4 separate regions of the Mus musculus genome follow, and regions 2, 3 and 4 are each linked to region 1. A link is a contact called in public ChIA-PET, Hi-C and HiChIP or PLAC-seq data. All regions are on one chromosome and are shown on one strand. The core of a region is the stretch at or near the end of the contact, and the rest is flanking DNA. Distances in the headings are between cores, read along the strand shown.

Evidence for each region. A called contact is a pair of places that touch in the nucleus more often than the background predicts. ChIA-PET counts read pairs in DNA pulled down with a chosen protein or histone mark. HiChIP or PLAC-seq counts read pairs in DNA pulled down with a chosen protein or histone mark.
Region 2: an RNA polymerase II ChIA-PET map of effector CD8 T cells shows a contact between it and region 1, with 5 times the contacts expected there. The contact joins two enhancer-like sites. A contact is called at or near these places in 2 of 484 Hi-C or Micro-C datasets (Sertoli cells and bone marrow-derived macrophages) and 3 of 115 datasets of contacts at active chromatin or transcription factors (CD8 T cells, effector CD8 T cells and microglia).
Region 3: a Hi-C map of bone marrow-derived macrophages shows a contact between it and region 1, with 21 read pairs. The contact joins two enhancer-like sites. A contact is called at or near these places in 1 of 484 Hi-C or Micro-C datasets (bone marrow-derived macrophages), 4 of 115 datasets of contacts at active chromatin or transcription factors (acute myeloid leukemia, embryonic basal ganglia, memory CD8 T cells and 1 more) and 1 of 9 other capture datasets (bone marrow-derived macrophages).
Region 4: an H3K4me3 HiChIP or PLAC-seq map of bone marrow-derived macrophages shows a contact between it and region 1, with 3 times the contacts expected there. The contact joins two enhancer-like sites. A contact is called at or near these places in 3 of 484 Hi-C or Micro-C datasets (all in embryonic stem cells), 2 of 115 datasets of contacts at active chromatin or transcription factors (bone marrow-derived macrophages and effector CD8 T cells) and 1 of 9 other capture datasets (bone marrow-derived macrophages).

Annotation. Positions count from the first base shown.
Region 1 is chr2:128,060,038-128,063,007 of GRCm38.p6, forward strand. The region is part of intron 14 of Acoxl (acyl-Coenzyme A oxidase-like); the gene reads left to right. Among named protein-coding and RNA genes, the nearest start is that of Bcl2l11, 65 kb to the right of the region's middle. Within about 2 kb of position 1,519, at least 74 of the 459 cell types and tissues checked have an H3K27ac peak or open chromatin away from gene starts, as enhancers often do. A contact at or near this core is called in CD8 T cells, acute myeloid leukemia, bone marrow-derived macrophages and 1 more, where this site is marked.
Region 2 is chr2:128,450,235-128,453,204 of GRCm38.p6, forward strand. All of the region lies in intron 1 of Gm36154 (a long non-coding RNA gene), which reads right to left. The region is part of intron 3 of Gm29010 (a long non-coding RNA gene); the gene reads left to right. Among named protein-coding and RNA genes, the nearest start is that of Gm36154, 15 kb to the right of the region's middle. Within about 2 kb of position 1,442, at least 33 of the 459 cell types and tissues checked have an H3K27ac peak or open chromatin away from gene starts, as enhancers often do. A contact at or near this core is called in CD8 T cells and effector CD8 T cells, where this site is marked.
Region 3 is chr2:128,372,543-128,375,512 of GRCm38.p6, forward strand. All of the region lies in intron 1 of Morrbid (myeloid RNA regulator of BCL2L11 induced cell death), which reads right to left. Among named protein-coding and RNA genes, the nearest start is that of Gm14010, 49 kb to the right of the region's middle. Within about 2 kb of position 1,584, at least 95 of the 459 cell types and tissues checked have an H3K27ac peak or open chromatin away from gene starts, as enhancers often do. A contact at or near this core is called in acute myeloid leukemia and bone marrow-derived macrophages, where this site is marked.
Region 4 is chr2:128,337,790-128,340,759 of GRCm38.p6, forward strand. All of the region lies in intron 1 of Morrbid (myeloid RNA regulator of BCL2L11 induced cell death), which reads right to left. Among named protein-coding and RNA genes, the nearest start is that of Gm14010, 83 kb to the right of the region's middle. Within about 2 kb of position 1,377, at least 119 of the 459 cell types and tissues checked have an H3K27ac peak or open chromatin away from gene starts, as enhancers often do. A contact at or near this core is called in bone marrow-derived macrophages, where this site is marked.

The sequences.
Region 1 (2,970 bases), core at 269-2,768:
AAAAGTCAGTTTATAGTATACTCACAAACATGAGCATCTTATATATATATATATATATATATATATATATATATATATATATATATTCAGCAGTGAAAATTCCAAAGCATAAAAGACCAGTGCACAAAACACTACATAATATGCACAGAGTAAGTCAAGAGATATTAACAATGGCAGGACACATATCTTGTTAGTGTATGAGACTTAACGTTGCCATGAGATGTCCCACGCCCCCTTCAGAGTCAGCTCCACTTCAGTCAAAATCTTGGAAAGAGTGTTTGTAAACTTACAAACTCACTTGACAGTTTATATGGAAATGCAAATGATGTAAAATAGCCCACAGAACTTTGAAAAAAGTGGAAGTCACTGAGGGCTGGTGCCAACTGATTTCAAAGCGTGTGCCGAGACTGTCCTAGTCCAGGCCTGAGGACGTTGGCAGGAAGTTAGGCAGACCGGCAGAGCACTGCCAGGCCCACTTAGCCCACATATTTGCCCACTCAAATTCTCACATGAAATAAATTAAACAATGAGGAGGATTTTTTCTTTAAATAGTGAGAAAAAGTAGATTCTGAATGAAAAAGAAGCAAGCTGTGGTCTGTTTCTTACTCCGTGCACAAATGTTTATTAAAGACCAACATAGACTTGAATATAATCAGGGGAACTGTAAAATTTCCAGAGAAAACAGAAAAGCATCACCAATATCTACTGGAAGCCATGGTAAACAAAGATTTCTTAGGGAAACACAGAAAGCACCAATTGCTTACATTAGCTATTGATAAATTGCTGTTGTCTGAAAGACACACATCAGGGCAGAGGCAAACACTAAACCTGGGGGAGGGGAGGAATTACTTGCAGTGTCTGTCTGTGTCTGGCAAAAGGTTTTATCAGAATGTGTGAAGAACCCCCAGGATGAAATAATGAAAAAGATATGATCTAAGAAAAGTTTTCACAAAAAAACTTGAAAAGACACCTCATAAAAGAAGATAAAAGAGGAGCTAATGAGCACGTGAAACTTCGCCTAATCTTATTAGTCATAGAGAGCTAGAAATCAAAACCACAAAGAAGAACCAACACCCACCCACTGACGCATATCAACTGAACTGCTAGATGCCACTCAGCCCCAGGGGTAACGCAGGGCAGCGCTGGCTCTCATAACTAAGACATTCTAAATGCAATCATAGAAGCTGAGGATGCAACGTGATGTTAGAGCATTCATTCACTACCATGCACAAGGCCCTGGGTTCAATTACACACACACACACACACACACACACACACACACACACTCATACACAGTGAGAGAGAGGGGGGAGAGGGAGAGGGAGAGGGAGAGGGAGAGGGAGAGGGAGAGGGAGAGAGACTCACACACAGACACACACACACTAGTTTGGAAGTCTATTGTAATGTTAAATGTACACTTATTCTATGATCCAGAAATTCTGTCCCTAGAGATATGGCCAAGAAATGATGCTACATGGTTCATAAATAGCCTTATACAGGAGTGTTCCTAACAGCTCTATTAATAACCCCAAGTTGGAAACTGGAAACTGAATGTTTATAGATATGAAACTAGACAAGTAAACTGTGGTTGGCTTCACATAGTGAATCATGTGACGCAGCATGTGTGAGTTCTACTGACATGCTTAGTGATGTGAAAGCGTGTATACCAGATACCCCATGTATTCGACGGTCGAGGAGGAGGAAAGCCAGCTGACGGTGATATAGTGCAGCAGTCACAATCAGAGAGGGAGAGGGTGGTGCTGCATGCGGAAGCACAGAAGTTATCTGGGGAACTCTGTCTCTCAATTGAGTGACATGATTCCAGGGGGTATGTACACATATGAAAGAAATCACTGATGAGTGTTGTTTGTGTGTGTGTGTGTGTGTGTGTGTGTGTGTGTGTGTGTGTGTGTGTGTATTGAGAAATGACTTGGTTATTAAAGTCCTCACGCAGCCATGAGGACCCGAGTTCAAGTCCCAGGATCTGATGTATCACACACCCGTAGTCTTAGTGCTGAGGAGGCAGGAATGATGCTCTCTGGGCCTTTCTGGCCAGTCAGTCTTTCCAAAGCGGGGAGCTCCAGGTTCAGCAAAAGAGTCTGTTTCAAAAAACAGACTGGAGGGCAACTGGGGAAGATCCTGACGTGGAACTCCTGCCCCCACGTGCATTCACATGGACGTATGCATGCGCGTGCACCTCCTCCAGACACTTAAAATATCACTGAGCTGCAAACTCAAGGTTGATACAGGTTTCACATCTAACAGTGCATGTGCTATATCTCAGTGACAGGACTTGAAGGTCTCACTCAAACAAGCCATCCCAGTGGCTAGGATGTGTACCGGAAAGTCATTGCAGTTTTCTACGTAAGTTAGAAACAGTGAGGTCCAACAGGTGGCCCTATTTGTCTCGACTAATGGCATCGATGAGGATTCACTAGGGTCTATCCTGTGCTGGGATCTGTGTTAGACACTTCAATGTCACATGGAAAAATAGTAATGGGTCCCCAGGCTACCCAGCAGCATAGAATCCACATAGTCAGACTGGTGACAGGTCAGACTGCAAGAGATGCCCAGTGGAGGGCCAGTTCTGGCAGCAGACAGGTAAGCCCAAAGAGCCTAGACATTCTGCTGGCTTCTTGATTTGAGGCCAGACTTTGGGAAACAGGACTTTGGTGATCTGGTGAGGATGGGCCAGTCCTCATAGACCTATAAAGTTCCATGGAGATCTCCCAGATCAGGGTTGGCACGGGGACAGATAAACTGGCTCATGCAAGAATACCCTCTCCAAAGGCAGTAGACAGATCCCTGTGGTCAGTTGAGGTCACAAACCTCAGTGATGTTCCTACCACTGTGAGCTTGGACTAGATGAACTAAACCAATAAAGTAATCCTTGCACATGTGCTCATTGGTTCAATGCTGGATCAGTGGGGCAACAACCTTCCGGCCTGCAGGGATGTCAGTTAAACCACA
Region 2 (2,970 bases), core at 192-2,691, 390 kb after region 1:
TGAGCTTGGGATTCTCTGGGCAATGAGCTTGGAAATCTCTTGACAGCGACATAGGTTTATGCAGAGAATGCCAGCCCAAGCCCTCTACGGCTTGCCCTATCGTTGTAACCAATGGTAGAGAGTTGTCTGGTTTTGGCATGTCACCTGACCTATTTCAGTTAGGGGTTCCTCTTCTTCCTTGTATTATTTCCTGAGCTTGCCACCCGGGTGGAATAAGATACTATAGAGAAAGGTTTTACTTGTGACTTCTGCTCTCTGTGACAATGGATGACTATGATGTGATATGGCCACCACTGTCATGGATTGCCTTATTTTAAGGAGTCTTCAAAGTGCCACTCTATACTCCTGATTTCTCCCCATTGCTATGGCTTTCTCATACAAACAGAGTTGGATTAATATCTATCTAATATCCTTGGTGACTTTTCCCTTATTTTCTGTGTCTGAATGAAGGATCAAAATCTTAGAAGTTATTCTACTGTTTTCTCCTAAACTAGTGATTCTCATCTGGGGTTTGTATATAAGATATCCCACATATCATATATTTGCATGTCAGTTCATAACAGTAGCAAAATTAAAATTATAAAGTAACAATAAAAATAATTTTGTAATTGGAGGTGACCACACATTAAGAAAGTGTATTAAAGGGTCACAGGATTAGGAAGGTTGAGAACCACTGTACTAAAGGTTCAAGTGCCGCACTTTTCCCGTCTAAGTTGAAGCCATCCCTTTGAAGTAGATTTCAGCAACGTTACTTTATATAGTAACTTGGCATTTGACTATTAACTCAGTGATAGCCCTCATAAATTGTAGGGTTTTTGTTTATAATAGGGAACCAGAAATGTAGACAGTGGGAAAATCAATGTACCCTGAAATTGTAGAGTTGTGCTACCTTAACTCAAGGATAGTTCAAAAGCTAAAAACCAATCTTTTCCATTTTGTGAAGCTAAATTTAAAAAAATCAATTTTCCATTAGGATTCATTATAAATATGGAGAGAATGCTTGTGTGAGCTGATCCAATCTCCGTGGCTGCTTTAAGACAGTTAAGTTGGTGGTTAGAAGGATTCAGATCCTGAAGTGGGGCTCAGTGACACACACAAGGTGTGCTCAATTTCCAACAACGTCTTCCAACACCCCCTCCCTCAGACCCCAGATCTCATTGAACAATGCATTCTTATTTGTATATAAATGCATATTCACAAAGTCTTCTATAAAAGCCATGCTTGCCAGTCACATTCATTGTATTTATCTGAACATGTTTATGCATTTGTTGGTATTGATTATATTGAGTGTACTATGCACAGTGAAGTCGTTCACATGGGTGAAATTGGGAACCTTCCAAAACCACTCAGAGTAACCACTGAATGAAGACATTGGAGAACAGGTCTGACCATGTTGCTGGTGTTCCCTAGCATGAGTTATGACTTGTGGCTGAGCCTCGTGATTGTTTCCAAGCAGGGTCTTCTGGGTCACAGAGGTGACTTGTTCATGTAGCTTGAAAGGGACTGGTATATGTGGTGTGCCCGTAGCCACATCCTGAGTCAGAACCGGAACACCAAGACTGATTTAGATATACTGTATGTGACAGAGCATAATTTCTCTTGCTGGGAATTGACTTCAGAGTCTGCCTTTTCTGTGGGGGTCCAGCTGCTAAAGAGGAAAAGTAGTTTATTCTTCTTTTCCTTTAAAAAAACTAATTGATTAATTTTTATGTGTATGGGAGTTTTGCCTGCATGTATGGCTGTACAACACGTGTGTTCAGTGCTCACAAAGGCTGAAAGGTGTCAGGTCTTCTGGGACTAGAGTTACAGACAGTTGTAAGCTGCCACGTGGGTACTGAGACTCAAACCCAGGCCTTCTGGAAGAGCAGCCAGTGCCCTGAGCCTCTGGTGTTTCTAGTCCTCCTCTTTCTCCTTAATATGAGGACAGGTGGCATTGTAAAGTGACTTGAGAGTCTCAGGACAAGGGCAAAATTGTATCTTGTCCTAGATACAATACCACAAATCAGTTATTTTCTTAAAAATATAATTATTGGGACTGGAGAGATGGCTCAGAGGTTAAGCTGTTCTTCCCGAAGGTTCAGATTCAATTCTCAGCACCCACATGGCAGCGCACATCTCTCTGTAACTCCAGTTCCAGGGGATCTGACACCTTCACACAGACATACACGCAGACAGAACACCAATGAACGTAAAAATAAATAAATCTAAGGAAGAAAAGAAAACCACAAAAAATTAAATTATCATGTTTATCTTTGTGCGTGTGTGTGTGTGCGTGTGTGTATGTGTGTGTGTGTGCACTTGCACGCGCGTGTGTATGGGTGTATATGCAGAGGTCACTAGACAACTTGGAGCTGGTATCCTCCTTCCACCATTAAATCCCAAGGGTTGAACTCAGGTCATAAGGCTTGATGAAGAACCTTCATCCACTGAGCATCCTCGCTAGTCCCATAAATCACTTCTTAAATCAAGCAATGAATGCTTTCATCATTAGGACTCCAGACACTCCTACTCAAGCCAAAACCACACTGCCTGAGCCTAAGCCCAACTAAGGGACTCAGGTTTCTGTATTGCAAAGAATGGGGCCAGTTGTCTAGGCCAAGAGGCTTTGAGCTGTGTTTCTGCTGAGTCTGAACTCCAGCCTGGAAATCTCAACACAGGAAGAGCTCTTGGGTCTTCTTGAAGTCACCTCTATGTGGCCTGGAGGGCAATGGAGAGATCCATTATTTTCCTGTCTTTGCTCTTTCAGACAGGGTCTGGAGACACTGCCCCTGAACTCACTATGCAGCTCAGGCAGGCCTTGAACTCATGATCTTTCTCAGCTCCTGAATCGATCCTGGATAGTAAGTACTACCTGGAATTAGAAGGCTTTTTAGAGTCTAAATTCCTAGCCATCTGTATCAATTGCACAGGAATGTCACTGTGGGGCAAACTGGCTATGTGACTCAGCACAGAGACAAATCCATGTAGACA
Region 3 (2,970 bases), core at 334-2,833, 310 kb after region 1:
GATCAAATCAGCAACACAACTATTCTCATAGTGATATCCGAAATCCAACCGTGGTCATGAGCTGTGGCAACCCTTTAAAAGCCATTCAGGGGAGAGCAGGAAGGCAAACGTTCCCAGAATTCCACTGTTTTGTTTGGGGTCACCCTGTTGTGACTTCCCCATGGGGTCTGATGCCCAGTAAGCTATGAGATTCTACTTCTGTGTTCTTGATTTTTACTAGAGACTCCCACAAGACTTAGAAGACACCCCAGGTGATGTCTTGAGCTCCTGCCTCCAAGGACCCAAAGCAACTTCAAGTCAAGTCCACTGGGAACTCCAATTCACAAGGTGCAGAGCCCCTCAACACCTCTCCTATCTGAGACTCTAAAGATAACTGTGGGCTTACTTGAATTTGTTCCAAGTAGCCTCTATAGGAGAGAAGGAGAAAAAATAATAATAAGACAAGCCCCTCCACACACACAACCAAGCAGAGGTTGCAAGGACAGTATATGGCTGACAGAAGTTCCAGAAAGACTGTAGTTCTATTCATAACTGCACTGCTGCTCAAGGCCCCTGTGGTCAGCCTCCCTTGGTGCACCCCTGTCTGCAGATCACATCCTCAGCTCTCCAAAACAAGTGAAAGGATATTTCCAAAGGCAGAGCAGGTAGAGAGAGGCAGATGGTGCCGTGCCCTCAAAAGGTATGCTGTAGATCCAGAGCCTGCTCTGCACTCAAATCTGCCTCACACACACACACACACACACACACACACACACACACACACACACACACTGGAGCAGTTTTCCCATGAGATGGTTGAAGACAATGCTCCCATGGGAACAAGGTTAAATCTAAGCTGGCCACTGTTTCCAGCTCTGACGCTGAACAACACTGCTGACAGCTGAGAAGGCAGTACCACTCAAAACTTCCTGGGACATCTCCCTGTGCCCCCAGTGGGATACCAGCCTGAGTTCACCCTGAGCTCCAAAGGACTTTGCACTGTCCACGGCCTTTTGTTAATGACCCACATTTTTTCTGCAACCTCAGAGCGGGGAATTGCATGATTTTTGGAATAGCTCCATCTGTCCCCAAGAGATCCCTTCACAATGCATAATATACAAAGGATACAAGAAAGAGGAAATATGCAAAGTTGCTCAGACGGGTGTATTGTGTGTTTCCCGACATGAGTGTTGTTGCTGCGTGGAGTTAGGAAGGAGGGCAAATTGCCCAGCCATTGAGCTCTAGCTGAGCTGCTTCTAAGGACCCTCTCTGAAAAACAAAGCTTCCTAGAGGGTCCGGGCTCTTGACAGCAGCAACTGTGGTAATTTAGTGCCTTTGTTATTCTTTAAAAGGCCCCTATTGTCAGTGGCAGTGGGGAAGTTTCTGGAAGCTGGGGAACCTGTCTGTGTGACACCTACACAGTCAGGGGAACAGCATCCCCTCCCCACCCCCTACCCCCACCCATGAATCTCTTGGGAAAACCAGCTTCCCGTTTTGTGTCCTGTGAGCCAGCATTTTCTGACCAGGCTCACAGTATCCGCCATCTGGCCCAGGATTTCATCTGCAGCGCCTTCCTGGGTGGGCAAAGAGAAACAGGAACTGGGTGACGCACCAGTGGCTGACATGGGTGGAAGGAGAAACTGGCTTCCTCTAGTTCTACCCATGAAGCAGAGATAGATAGCCGACTGCCCTGTCCTCACCAGCCTGCCTCTTCTTAGTGGGATGCAAGAGTCAAATGGAATAGCTCAAGCAGTTACAATATGGCACTCCCAGCCAAGTGGGTACTGAAATCGCAGAGAGGGGATAGGGCCTTATAGACACAGCAGGCTAGGCCATAGAAGGAGGAAGTGGACACCCTTTCCAAGGTCACACCAGACGGGGCACAAGTGGACTAAGACTTGGGTCTTTCCCACCTAGTTCCCATGGACTAGTGGCCAAAGTTAGTGGTAAGTCCAGCTTACCACTGCAGAACCTGAATAAGCTGGCCTGGGAGCTTTTGCATGGATGAAACTAATTCCTGTGAACCCTATATTGGATGCCTACCTAGCTTTCATTGGAGAAGCCCAGGCTAGTCTATTTGGAGACTATAAGAAGTTTGTTCCCAATTCTCAGCAATTCTCAAGGACATCTTCCATAACCAAGTGGACACTGAAAGTGGTGGAGACCACCCATTCCTCCCCAGTACTGGGTTGAGCCTGAAGGGACACCTGGTCACATGTAGGGCCAAGCTGCTCTCTGCTTTGGTGAGCTTTGCTCTTCTTGTGGGTCTTTAATATTCACTATTAGCAACTCCCCATCCCCACTACGGATACACAACTTTATTTTCCCTAAGACATTATGAACAATCTGGGACCCACGAATACCATACTGAAGACAAGTACTCATTAGGGAACAGAAATGTAGTTCAGGCTAGAGGTGAAAGGTATCCATACAGAGAATGAGGCATGAGCCCTCAATGTCCCCAGCTTGTCTCTCACCAAGGTTCCTCTGTCCAGAGCTACAACCACGTATCTCTAAGCATATTTAGATCCTTTCGGGGCTTGGGTGATGTGACTTAGCTTCTACAGAATGCTCCTGGCTCAGAAAATGACTATGTATAAAGACTTTCAATGCTCTAAGGCAGAGTCTGAGTCTCTCCCAGAGCTGTTCTACCTCACCCAGCTCCTCTCATCCACTACTGAGTACAGCATCCCATCTGCCGGAGTGTCCAGATGTGTGGTTTTCACCCAAGCCGGCATCCATCCTCTCAGAAGGATGCGTGAAGGCCATCTCTTACCAAGCAGGCAGAGCCAAAAGCACAGGGAACCCAAAATCCAGAGGTGGAGCTTGACAGTCATACCCAGGTTCCCACCCAGCATCCTGGTCATCACATTCTGATGCCAGATGCTCATGGAAAATTCAATACCAGAGCCTCAAGGATCTCATAAATGGGCTCACCTTTTAGTAGTCCTTGGGTACCACTAAGGACGGCCTCAGAGTACACCAAAGGTA
Region 4 (2,970 bases), core at 127-2,626, 280 kb after region 1:
CACAAATTATAAAGCAGCTGGGTCAAATGACAATTGCTTATAACCTCAGTACTGGGGAGGGAGAGATGGGTGGGTCCCAGGGGCTCATTGGCCAACCAACCTAGCCCACTTGTCCAATGAGAGCACTTGGCTCAAAAACAAAACAGAAAACAAAAACAAGCCAAACAAACCACGGTGAGTGCCTAAGGACGGATGCCGGAGGCTGTTCTCTGGCTTCCATGTACACACAGACACAGACACCTACACATGTACAGACACACACATGTGATGCCTTCACAATCACTGCTGGGTCCCCTCTGCTGGACAGCTGACGAGGGATGTAGCTGGTACCTTTCCAAAAGTCCAGGCTTGACTGCATCATATTCTAGTTCATATGTATCCCTGATTGTGCCTCGAGGTACCAGTCCGGTGGACCACTCCCTTGTTACCATTCCCATATCTTCCTCATTGTGTCAAGGTCAGTGGATAAGCCATGTAGGCCCCTGGCCCACAACAGGTACCTAGGCAGCATAGGTTTGGGTTACTCTTTCTGGGCAAACATGGCCAACTCCACTGAGGGACAGTTATGCACTGAACGTCCAGGACCTTGAAAAATACCATGGTGGTTACAAAAAGAAAATGACAGAGGGCCACCACAGGGACATCCACGGTAGCCCTGAGGTGAAGCAGGTGAGCCACATTGGAACACTGACCCTTCTTCAACCAACTTGACAGCAGGTAGCAGGGGCCCCAGAAGGAGTCAAGTGTGGGTCCTCATGGAGTGATGTTTAGGGAAGCTGGCTCTTGCCTAGGCGCTTTCCCCACTGGCTGGAAGGGCTTCTTGAAGGAGAAGAGATGCCAAGGCTGGGTAAAAATGAACAGCAGGCTCATGGGGCAGGGTTCACTGTGCCCTACTTGGACTGGGGCACATGACTAGTTTTCTCTGAGCCAGCACATTTTCCATTCTAAAAATAGCTCGCAATGACCCAAGACATCTTCCCCTCCCGATAGGGCCCGTGGTTCTGTGGTGGTGTTGTTATTATTGTTTTCCCAGAATGTTTGTGATTTCTGGAAGCAGTGAGCATTGAAACCATTATGCTGTCAGTGCGTTATCTGACTGTCCCCCAGATACAACACCTTGAGGACCAATATTCGGCCCTTCGTGGAGGGAAGAGACAGCCCTGGGAGGTAAGGGGAGCCCTCCCCTTACCAACCCTCTTTAGTCAGCCTGTCTTCTCCCTCCATCATGAAAAGCAGGGGGTGCTGCTTAAGTAGAAAGGAGGAGCAGACAGCACCCCCATCCCCACCTCCATGTTAACAGCAGGGCACACCCATGAACCCCAAGGCTGTTGGCCTCTGCCAAAGCCTGACCTAGCCACAGCTGGAGGAGCTTTTAATTGAACATTGGATTTCTGTCTGCCCTGGCAACCTTCCCACATCGATGTTGGGATATTTCTGGGACGTTTAGGACACAAGCCTTTTAAAGAGGAGGTACCCAACACTAGTCAGGTGACTCCTAGGAGCCGAGTCTTTCAACTGCGGGTTTCCAAGCATGGGGCTATTTTTACATATCTGAGTGAAGGCCTATTAATTGCTGCACAAGCACTTCTAGGGAAGTTCATGTTTCCTGGAGGCCAACTGTTAACTCAAGCAATGCCAAGGCTTCTCAACGGGGCGCTGGGAGTGGGGGTTGGGAAACTTTGTGGTTTGCTAAGGAGAGACTGAAAAAAAAAAAAAAACCCACTCACTTTCCCTAAAGGGTTAATGGCTGCAGACAAGACAGCCATATTAAGTTATACCCGGCCAAGGGTGAGCAGTGGGTGAGCAACGCAGGCAAGCAAAAGAAAAAAAAAATGTAGAAAGGGGAAGATAGGAAAAAAAAAACCGCAAGCATATACACCCTCTCCCACATCTCCCAGCCCACCCCCACCCTCCGGCAGAACATTATATGTACAGGCCACAGATTGGAGTGAAGTTAAATTTGGCTCACAGGAATACAGGAAAGAAAGAAAACAGATCAAGTTACACAGAATCCTATTCAGATTTGGGCTTGGGCCTCAGCACACAATGCCTAGCTAAAGAGAACAAGGCCACGGTGTGTTGTGGAAAGCTCCACGCCCACGAGCTCTCCTTTCCCTGTAGTCATCTGCTGGCCCAGCCCTGGGCTGCAGGCTAATTCCCTGCTCTGCAGGTGGAGACGGGATAAAACAAACCAAAATGGTGTAATGGACTGCAGGAAACCCTTCTTTCAGAACTTGATCAGCCTCCAGAAAGGAAACACGCATGGACTTTTCTCCCGACAGCAATCTGTTTTCTTAGGGTGCAGCGAGCAAGAGGCCTGGTGGCCAGGGTAAATAAAACAGCCAGTGGCAGGACTTTTGGCAGGCTGGGTTGCACAGGAAATTTGAAAAGACCGCTTCCTACACTCTGATTCCAATCAAAAGTGAGCTGTCAATCTTGCAGGACGGAGGCACTTGAAAAGCACAAGCCAGGAAAGAGACGCTGCGGGGTGGAAACCCGAGTGGCAGGTGTGTGCCTGGAACCCTCTCCGGCTCCCTCGGGCTGGGTCACCTGGCTCGAACCCAGTCCCAGAAGCCGGATTCTCCAAGTCTTCCAACTGGAGCCAAACAGGACTGCTGGATCGAAACTCTAGGTGGATTTTGGCTTCTCCTTTGAGCAGCTGGGCAGGCTAAGTGGCCCCTGCATGTAAAGCCAGCTATGAGATGGTCAGGTATGTGTTAAACAGGAGAGATTAGACCCTGTCCCTTGAGCAGACAGAGAGGAGAGAGGAGAGAGTCCCGCCAGTGCTCCCCGGGGAAAGTCTCACAATGACCTAAGAATCACCCCCCCCATACTGCTGCGGAGTAGGGTCTTTACAAAGCTATCCTATCCTATACTATTTGAGTTTCTCCTGACTCTAGGTGGGCTGGGCAGGGAGAACACAGACCTCATTGTACAGTGAAGAAGGAAGATGCCTAGCAAGGTTTCTCT